Regions from separate parts of the Pan troglodytes genome. Here region 1 is linked to region 2. The links are chromatin contacts, called in public HiChIP or PLAC-seq maps. All regions are on one chromosome and are shown on one strand. The core of a region is the stretch at or near the end of the contact, and the rest is flanking DNA. Distances in the headings are between cores, read along the strand shown. Region 1 holds the start of GNB2 (G protein subunit beta 2). Region 2 holds the start of SPACDR (sperm acrosome developmental regulator).

Evidence for each region. HiChIP or PLAC-seq counts read pairs in DNA pulled down with a chosen protein or histone mark.
Region 1: a contact with region 2 is called in an H3K4me3 HiChIP or PLAC-seq map of stem cell-derived excitatory neurons, with 9 times the contacts expected there. The contact joins the promoter of GNB2 here to the promoter of SPACDR in region 2. A contact is called at or near these places in 1 of 7 Hi-C or Micro-C datasets (stem cell-derived neural progenitor cells) and 1 of 1 datasets of contacts at active chromatin or transcription factors (stem cell-derived excitatory neurons).

The regions. Positions count from the first base shown.
Region 1 is chr6:110,134,636-110,139,357 of NHGRI_mPanTro3-v2.0_pri, forward strand. It overlaps GNB2 (G protein subunit beta 2), which reads left to right and starts at 1,716. Exons shown (of 10, transcript XM_016946195.4): 1 at 1,716-2,118; 2 at 4,371-4,513. The coding sequence starts at 4,457.
Region 2 is chr6:109,925,334-109,930,262 of NHGRI_mPanTro3-v2.0_pri, forward strand. It overlaps SPACDR (sperm acrosome developmental regulator), which reads right to left and starts at 3,390. Exons shown (of 4, transcript XM_016946201.3): 1 at 3,075-3,390; 2 at 2,912-2,978; 3 at 2,312-2,635. The coding sequence starts at 3,304.

The DNA.
Region 1 (4,722 bases), core at 466-2,965, 210 kb after region 2:
AGGTGTGTGCCACCACGCCCAGCTAATGTTTGTATTTTTAGCAGAGACGGGGTTTCACCATATTGGCCAGGCTTGTCTCAAACTCCTGACCTCAAGTGATCCACCCGCCTCGGCCTCTCACAGTGCTAGGATTACAGGCGTGAGCCCCATCTCGTTCTTTCTTATGGCTGCGTGTTTTGATACTTTCAAATTACAAGGACTCAGTGAAGGCTATTTGTTGCCTTGAACTTCCCAAAGCATTTCCACAATCGATGGGGTTCTCAGTAAGAATCTGGGACTTGCAGGGCAGATGCTGTCAACGTCCCCATTTAACTGAGGCCTAGACCTACGTTCTTGTCCCTTTACAGGCAAGGTCCCTGGAGGAAGAGGTTCATCTAGAGGCTCATACAGATATACTGGAATGTACAGTAAAGTTTTGGCTGCCTGGGTTCATATCTAAACTCTGCAGCCTCAGGTCTCTTTCCACTATTAGAAAATGGGGAGAAGGCTGGGCGCGGTGGCTCACGCCTGTAATCCCAGCACTTTGGGAGGCCGAGACGGGCACATCACCTGAGGTCAGGAGTTTGAGACCAGCCTGGCCGACATGGTGAAACCTCGTCTCTACTAAAAAAACAAAAAAAAAATTGGTGGGCATGGTGGCGGGCGCCTGTAATCCCACCTACTCCAGAGGCTGAGGCAGGAGAATCGCCTGAACCCAGGAGGCGGAGGTTGCAGTGAGCCGAGATCATGCCACTGCACTTCAGCCTGGGTGACAGAGTGAGACCCTGTCTCCAAAAAAAAAAAAAAAAAAAGAAAAGAAAAGAAAATGAGGAGAATGTTAGCACTTAATTTCCCAGTATTGTGAGACTTAACATATGTCAGCCTGGGCAGCATAGCAAGACCCCACCTCTACCAAAAATTTAAAAATTAGCTGGGCATGGTGGCTGGGGCACGCCTGTGGTCCCAGGTACTAGGGAGGCTGAGGCAGGAAGATCACTTGAGCCGAGGAGATTGAGGTGGCAGTGACCTACAATCGCGTCACTGTACTCCAATTAAAAAATAAGTGTCGGGCCAGGCGCGGTGGCTCACGCCTGTAATCCCAGCACTTTGGGAGGCCGAGACAGGCAGATCACGAGGTCAGGAGATGGAGACCATCCTGGCTAACACCGTGAAACCCCGTCTCTACTAAAAATACAAAAAATTAGCCGGGTGTGGTGGCACACGCCTGTAGTCCCAGCTACTCAGGAGGCTGAGGCAGGAGAATCGCTTGCACCCGGGCAGCGGAGGTTGCAGTGAGTTGAGATAGCACTCCAGCCTGGGCGACAGAGAGAGACTCCGTCTCAAAAAAAAAAAGTGTGGCACTCAATAAATGAGTTGTTATTTCAGTGGCAAGCCCTGAAAGGGGGTCTACAAAGGCCCAGTGGGCGAGGCTGAGGAAATGCCTGGACACGACCCTTCTCATGGCATTCCCGGGGCGCCCGCATCAGCCCCTACCCACTCCCGCTCGGGGACTTTCTCGGAAGCGCGCTTCTTCTTCCAGCAGCCTCGAGGCCGGCCCCGTCCAGGTCTCTTTAGCTCCGCCCCCTGGTGAGGGGCGTGGCCTCCTCAGGGCCGGGGCGTGGCCCAACCGGGAACTGGGGCGTCGAACTCCCCTTCCCAGTCTGGAGCCACCCAATCCAGGCGGGGCGGGAGGCTGATCACGTGACCAGCGATAGGTCTCACCCTCCTCATATGCCAGTACCACCTCCTCCAGTCCCAGAGGGGGGATGTCTTACTCCTTTCCGTGAAGCAAACCCTTTATTTGAGTACGGTTTGCGTCCACAAAGCGCAGGGTGAGAACCTTGGGAGCGACTGGGCCCGTCTTTGCTCCCTCGGTGGGGTTTTGTCTCCTGGCTTCCCCCAAGTGCGAGGCAGTTGGTCTCGCCCAGCCGGGTCCTGGGCGCGGCGGCGGCAGCCGCGTCACTGGCGGGCGGGATCCCTCCGCTCTGGGGAGGCAGCGCTGGCGGCGGGGCTGGGGCCACTGAGGAAATCCATCCGCGCCGCCGCCGCCGCCGCCGCCGCCGCCTCCTCCGCCGCGGAGGAAGACAGCGCCGCCCGCGCACCGCCAGCGACCCCCGCCGCAGAGTCCCACCGCCACAGGTACCTTCGCTGGCAAAAGGAGTCCTCTCGCCCCCCAGCCCCAATTTCCCCCAGGGGAACCTCTCTTCCTTCGGTCTCCCCGGGCTGGCCTCCTGGGAGAGGACGTAACTCCCCAGACCTCCCCTCCCTTCCCCTCTTGCCCGGTCGCTCCCAAACCCGGAAGGGGAACTGGGGGAACCCTCACCCCCCACCGTGCGTGCGCTTCCCCGCACCATCAGCGAAGTTTTTGCCCGACCCCAGACCCCAGCCCAGCCCCGACTGCCTCTTGCTCCCTCGGAAGTTGGGGGGCTAAATTCCGGGCTTCCTCTAGGCCCCGCCCCGCCCCCTTTCCCCACCGCCACTCTCCCGCCTGCCCCCGGGGAGCACCCCTCGTGTCCTCCACTGTCGCACCCCTGCCGGCCCTCGCCTTGCACAACTCCAAAATCGGGGAGAAGCAGGCAAGGCCGCGCGCCACCCTTCCTTTCGTCTCCACCCTACCCACGATTTGGGTGCTGCCCGTGGTTTCTGGCCCCACTTGCCGAAACTGGAGCCCTCGGCGCCCTATTCCCTTTACAGATCCTCACCCCAAGCCCAGCTCCCAGGCGCCCGCCCCCCGCCCAGCTTTCTTTTAGGCAAAATGGAGGTCGTGGGGGCTGGAGGGCCAGGCCCACTGCGCTTCGCAGCGCCGCACCAGCCCGCGCCTTCCAGCTGCCAGATCCAGGGACCCTCCCGTCACCTCTCCTGAGCCCCGCCAGACCTGCGGAGGCGGTTGCACCCTCATTTCTCTATGGAGCCCCGGCTGCTATATCCCTAGAGTCTGGGGGCTGCTGAGGGCCCTGGGGGGTGATGGGGACCGAGGGCTGAGAACGTCGCCCCCGCCCCCAGTTTCTTCCTCCAGCCGTGCTTCCTTCTGCCCTGGGCCTCCGGCGGTGCCGCCAGGCCTGGGCTGCTAGTAGGTGGAAGAGGCTTTGTGCGGGCCTGGGGGTTGGGTAGAGTAAGGAGTTCTGCCCGCACCCCCCACCCCCCGATTTTGAGGGTCACCCCTTGGCACTGGCGTAGAAAGCTGAACTTATAAGGAGGGGAAATGTCAGTGGGGAAGAGGAACGCCCTGCGCCTGGGGGAAGTGGGAGCTGGGTGGGGGACGCCTGGGCCGGCCAAGTGCAGTGTGTACGGCCGGATCGCACAGGTGTCCCGCGGGCGGAGGAGGACTCAGGCTCCCGGAGCCGAGTCAGCCAGGCCCCTGGGGCCCGGGCGCCGAGCCTGCGGGCTGGGCCCCCCGGGTGTCCGGGGCGCCGCGGCCAGGCCGCCTGGGGCGGCCCGCCCGCGCCTGGGAGAGAGCACCTCCGCGCCTCGGGGCCGGGGACCTCGTTGCGGAGCCGTAATTACTCGAGACTGGCTCCCACGGGCTTTCTGCGGGCGCGGCGGGGCGGGCGGTCCCTGCGCTGGAGGGAGTAGCGGCTCGGGGCTGCCTTCCCCGCCGCTGTCACCCCCACCCGCGGCGGACGGCTAATGGGGCGCAGCCGGACCGGGGATTATCCGGGGTGAGCCGTCCAGAACCTATTAGCGCCCAATCGGCTTTTCCCAAATCCTGTAAACAGCCACCCGGGCCGGTTCTGGGGAGGGCGGGAGGCTGGGTCGGGCGGGGGCGATGGGGCCGGGGGTGGGGTCACCCACCCTACAGGTCTCTGCCGTGGATGCGGTTGCCTTGGCAACGGGGCTAGGGTGGGGGCATTTCACCAATGAGGTGCTCTCGGTCCGGGTGACGGTTGCCTAGGCAACCCCACGAACAGCCCAGCTTTCCCCTCTGGTCTCTCCCCCCACCCGCCACCATCGAAGCTGGGGGTGTGTGTGGAGGGTGTGCGCCTTGTGGGGTGAATTTCAAGAGGCACCGCCCCTTTTAAAATTAGGTGCTTGGAGGGCGGTGCCTGTGCGGGCTGGGGCAGAAGCCAGGTCTGTTTTCGAAGGGACACCCCCACCCCCGCCCCAGTTCCTGCCGCGGGTGTCCTGCCCGGGCTGTGTCCGAGGGAGGGGTTTCCCCTGCGCTTCCTCTTGCACTTCCCGCTCCGTTTCCGGGGGGCGGGAGGAAGATTGGGGAAGTCGGCTCTTACTCGGCGACGTCTCTGGTGCCGGAGACCCTGGTTGTGTCCGGGGACGGCGGCCGCGCCGCCCCTTCCCCCTCCCCTTGCTTACCCCTTCCGGGCCGCGCTGCAACCCCGCCTTTCTCCCCACTTCCCCGGCGGCCTCGGGCCTGACGTCAGCCCTGCATCCCCCAGGCCTCGGGCCAGCGGCCAGGAGCTGCCTCCCCCAGCCCCCGTCCCGCGGCCCCCAGCCGCCCCCAACCCCCCACGGGCCCGGCGCCATGAGTGAGCTGGAGCAACTGAGACAGGAGGCCGAGCAGCTCCGGAACCAGATCCGGGTGAGGGCCTGGTGCGGGGCGGGCGATTCATGTGTACACCGCCCGGTGCCCTGGACCGGGTTGGGTGAGGGTGTTGGTGGGGGAAGGGGGAGGGAGGGCCCCTTAATGGCTCAGAATCTGACCCTGTCCACTCCTGTCTTCTGTTCTCTTCTCTCCCTTTCCTCCCCAACCTGTCTTCTCTCGCGTCTCTCTGGCTCTGCCATCCCTTA
Region 2 (4,929 bases), core at 2,140-4,639:
AGCTGACTTTAGGCTTCAGGACCGTTCCACTCCAACCCACACACCTTGGGCCAGCTCTGCACACATCTGCTATTCTTTTCTGTTTGTTTGAGACAGACTCTCACTGTATTGCCCAGGCTGGAGTGCAGTGGCAGAATCTCGGGTCATTGCAACCACTGCTTCCCAGGATCAAGCGATTCTCCTGCCTCAGCCTCCCAAGTATCTGGGATTACAGCGGTGCACCACCACACCCCACTGATTTTTGTTTTTGTTTTTAGTAGAGACAGCGTTTCACCATGTCGGCCAGGCTGGTCCTAACTTCAGGTGATCCACCTGCCTCAGTGGCATGATCTCGGCTCACTGCAGCCTCCGCTTCCCAGACTCCAGCAGACTTCCCACTTCAGCCTCCCGAATAGCTGGGACTACAGCTGTGAGCCACCGATTCCTGGCTTATTTTTGTATTTTTTGTAGAGATAGGGTTTCACCGTGTTGCCCAGGCTGGTCTCGAACTCCTGAGCTCAAATGATCCTCCTGCCTTGGCCTCCCAAAGTGTTGGGATTACAGGCATGATCCACTGTGCCTGGCCACACATTTGCCATTCTTACTCCCTGGACACCCCTCCCACTCCCTCCACCTTCCCCTAACAACCCTTTCAAGCCAAGCTAACACCTTCAGGCCTCAGCTTTACCCTCACTTCTGTTAAGAAGGCCTTGCCTGCCCGGGCGCGGTGGCTCACACCTGTAATCCCAGCACTTTGGGAGGCCGAGGCGGACAGATCACGAGGTCAGGAGATCAAGACCATCCTGGTTAACACAGTGAAACCCCACCTCTACTAAAAATACCAAAAAAAATTTAGCCGGGCGTGGTGGCGGGTGCCTGTAGTCCGAGCTACTCAGGAGGCTGAGGCAGGAGAACGGTGTGAACCCAGGAGGCGGAGCTTGCAGCCAACCGAGATCCCGCCACTGCACTCCAACCTGGGCGACAGACTCCATCTCAAAAAAAAAAAAAAAAAAAGGCCTCACCTGACTCCTTAGGTTTGGATAACATGCCTCTCTCCTGGGGTCCTACAGCCCGCTTGACAACGTCACACTCAACAATGTGTGGATACTGAACTAGCAATGCCTATTATCTCATCTGTAGCCCTGCAAGTCTGCAAGTCTTGTTCATTGTTGTATCTTTAGTACATGGCATTTGGTGGACGCGTAGGAAATATTTTTTATTTTTATTATTTATTTTTTTTGAGATGGAGTCTCGCTCTGTCGCCCAGGCTGGAGTGCAGTGGTGCTATCTCGGCTCACTGCAAGCTCCGCCTCCCGGGTTCATGCCATTCTCCTGCCTCAGCCTCCTGAGTAGCTGGGACTACAGCCACCTGCCACCTTGCCTGGCTAATTTTTTGTATTTTTAGTAGAGAGGGGGTTTCACCATGTTAGCCAGGATGGTCTCAATCTCCTGACCTCGTGATCAGCCTGCCTCGGCCTCCCAAAGTGCTGGGATTACAGGCGTAAGCCACCGTGCCCGGCCAGAAATATATATATATTTTTAAGAGACAGAGTCTCGCTCTATTGCCCAGGCTGGAGTGCAGTGGCACAATCATAGCTCATTACAGCCTTGAACTCCTGGGCTCATGTGATCCTTCTGCCTCAGCCTCCCAAGTAGCTGGAACTACAGGCACCACTAAGCCTGGCTAATTTTTAACTTTTTTGTAGAAATGGGGTCTCGCTTTGTTGCCCAGGCTGGCCTTGAACTCCTGCCTGGCTAAGAAAGAAAACACCATGCCTGGCTAAGAAAGAAAACATTTGCTGGGCATGGTGGCTCCTGCCTGTAATCCCAGCACTTTGGGAGGCTGAGGCAGGTGGATCACTTGAGGCCAGGAGTTCAAGACCAGCTTGGCCTTGTGGTGAAACCCTGTCTCTACTAAAAATGCAAAAATTAGCCAGGTGTGGGAGTCTGTAGTCCCCAGCTACTCGGGAGGCTGAGCCAGGAGAATAGCTTAAACTGGGGAGGTGGAGGTTGCAGTGAGCCGAGATCACACTACTGCACTCCAGCCTGGGCGACAGAGGGAGACTCTGTCTCAGGGAGAAAAAAAAAAAAGAAAGGAAGAAAAAGAAAAAGAAAAAGATATTTTAAGAGACAGGGTCTTGCTATGTTGCCCAGGCTGGTCTCGAATTCCTGAGCTCAAGTGATCCTCCCATCTCAGCCTCCCAAAGTGCTGGGATTACAGGCTTGAGTCACTGCACCAGGCCAGGAAACAATTGTTGAACAAGTAATCAGAGGGAGGGGTGAGTCACTGGGGGCTGGGGAAAGAGGGAGGGGGTGTTAGGATGGTGCTGACCTTCCAGCTGCACATCTGCCAGCCACTCTGCAGGGCAGAGACCATGAGCGTGGAGACAGACTTGACGGCCGTCCTCGGCAGCTGCAGTAGGGATTGGCCCTGTTGGCCCAGCTCCACCTCGGTCTCCTCTGTAGTCTTGGCCAACACGCAGGGATCTGCCAGCTCGGGGGACTCACCCAACTTGGGCTTAGCCTCTTTTGGGAGCTCGACCAACCTCAAAGTCTCAACCACCTGGAGAGTCTTCTCCATCTTCTTCAATGAGTGTTTCTTGGAGTCAGGGTGTCCTGAGATGGTTGGTTTAATTTTCTGCCTCCAGAAGAAAACCTGAGAACCAAGACACAGAGAGGAGAGACAGGAGAGAGGGGCAGGGCAGAGACAACACCATCCACAGAAAAGAAGGCACAAAAGGGATGGAGCAGTGAGTTTCCTGGCCTCTCTTCCTTCTCCTCCAGCCCCTCCCCAGCTGTCCTTTCCTTCCTCCCCACTCCATCTTGTTTGGCCACAGGCCAGGAAGGGAGGGAACCCACGCAGTAAGGGGCTACTGAGACCCATGCCCTCATCCCAGCGTATCATGAGGACAGAGTGGTCTCAGAAACTCACCCAGGAAATAATCCTTTGCCAAGCCCGTCTAACCCATCGGAAGAACTTCATGACCACAACCATCTCTCTTGATGGGAAAAACACAGAAGAAAGGGCAGAGCTAGCATTTGGTACGGTGGGGGTGGCGGGTGGGGGATGGGGTGGGCTGTGGGCCAGTGACCACCTCTTGAGGGGTCTCCTGTGAGCTTCAAGCACAGCAGTAAAGAAAGAAGTAGGAAATCCTGGGGGAAGCCCCTCCTGGCAATGAATCCCAGACCTTTTCTCCCCTCCCTGGGACAGGGAGAGGAGTTGAAGTAGGTGAGAACCTACAGTGAGGGAGAGTTCTAGACCATTGTGAGGCTGTCTGGCCCTGACCCCAACCCCCGAGGCCCTGCCCAGACCCACAGAGTCCATCTCTTCCACCCTGGCTCTTCTTCGCTCAGATCCAGGGAAAATAAACTAACACGTAACAAACTAATAAGCACTGTTCCTGCATCACGTCCTGCAGTCCCTTCACAGCAGCCCTTCAAGATAGGTATTATTGTTAGTGCCACTTCACCAAAGAGGAATCTGAAATTCAGGAAAGCTGAACGGGGTCGGGCATGGTGGCTCATGCCTGTAATCCCAGTGTTTTGGGTGGCTGAGGCAGGAGGATCACTTGAGGCCAGGAGTTGAAGACCAGCCTGGGCAACATAGTGAGACCCCCCCCAACTCACTATGTTTAAATTTTTCAAAAAAAAAGTTTAAATCAGTTGGGAGTGGTGGGGTGTGCCTGCAGTCCCAGCTACTCAGGAGGCTGAGGCAGGAGGATTGCTTGCGCCCAGGAGGTGGAGGCTGCAGTGAGCCATGATTGTGCCACTGCACTCCAGCCTGGGCAACAGAATGAGACCCTGTCTCAAAAAAAAAAAAAAAAAAAAAAAAAGGAAGGAAGGAAGGAAGGGAGAGGAGGGAGGAAGGAAGAGAGAGAGAGACAGAGAGGAGAGAAAGAAAGAGAGAGAAAGAAGAAAGAAGGAAAAGAACAAAAGAAAGAAAAGAAGGAAAGAAAAAAACCAAAAAGAAAGACAAAAAAGGAAGGAAGGAGGGAAGGAAGGAAGGAAGCAAGGAAGGAAAAAACTTAAGAGAGCCAGGTGTGGTAGCTCACACCTGTAATCCCAGAACTTTGGGACGCCAAGGTGGGAGGATTACTTGAAGCCAGCAGTTTGAGATCAGCCTGGGCCATATAGCGAGATGGTCTCTACCAAAAAATTTAGGCCAGGCGCAGTGGCTCATGCCTGTAATCCCAGCACTTTGGGAGGCTGAGGTAGGCAGATTACTTGAGTTCAGGAGTTTGAGACCAGCCTGACCAAAGTGGTGAAACCCCTTCTCTACTAAAAATACGAAAAAAAAAAAAAATTAGCTGGGTGTGGTGGTGCACACGTGTAGTTCCAGCTACTCAGGAGGCTGAGGCATGGAAATCGCTTGAACCTGAGAGGTGGAGGTTGCAGTAAGCTGAGATCTCACCACTGCATTCCAGCCTGGGTGACAAGAGCGAAACTCCGTCTCTAGCTGGGCATAGTGCCACATGCCTGTAGTCCCAGCTACTTAGGAGGCTGAAGTGGGAGGATCACTTGAGCCCAGGAGTTGAAGACTGCAGTGATCTATGATCACACCACTGCACTCCAACCTGTGCAACATAGCAAGGCCCCATCTCTACAAAAATAAAGAAAATTAGCTGAACGTGGTGGCGCACACCTATAGTTCAGGGAGGCCAAGGCGGGAGGATCACTTGAGCCAGGGACGTGGAGGCTGCAGGGAGCTGTGATTGTGCTGCTGCACTCTGGGCATCAGAGCAATACCCTGTCTCAAAAAAAGAAAGGAGAAATGAAAAAAAAAAAAAAGAAAAACCAAAGAAGTTGCCCAAGGTTATGAACCTAGGGAAACCTAAGGAGGCAGAGAGTCAGGCACTCCAAGACAGGCCAGCCTCCTTGGAGGCTGCTGGGGCCAGGGGATCCCGGGGCTAGGGGCCTCCTGGGGCTACAGCTGCAGCTCTCGCCTCTTCC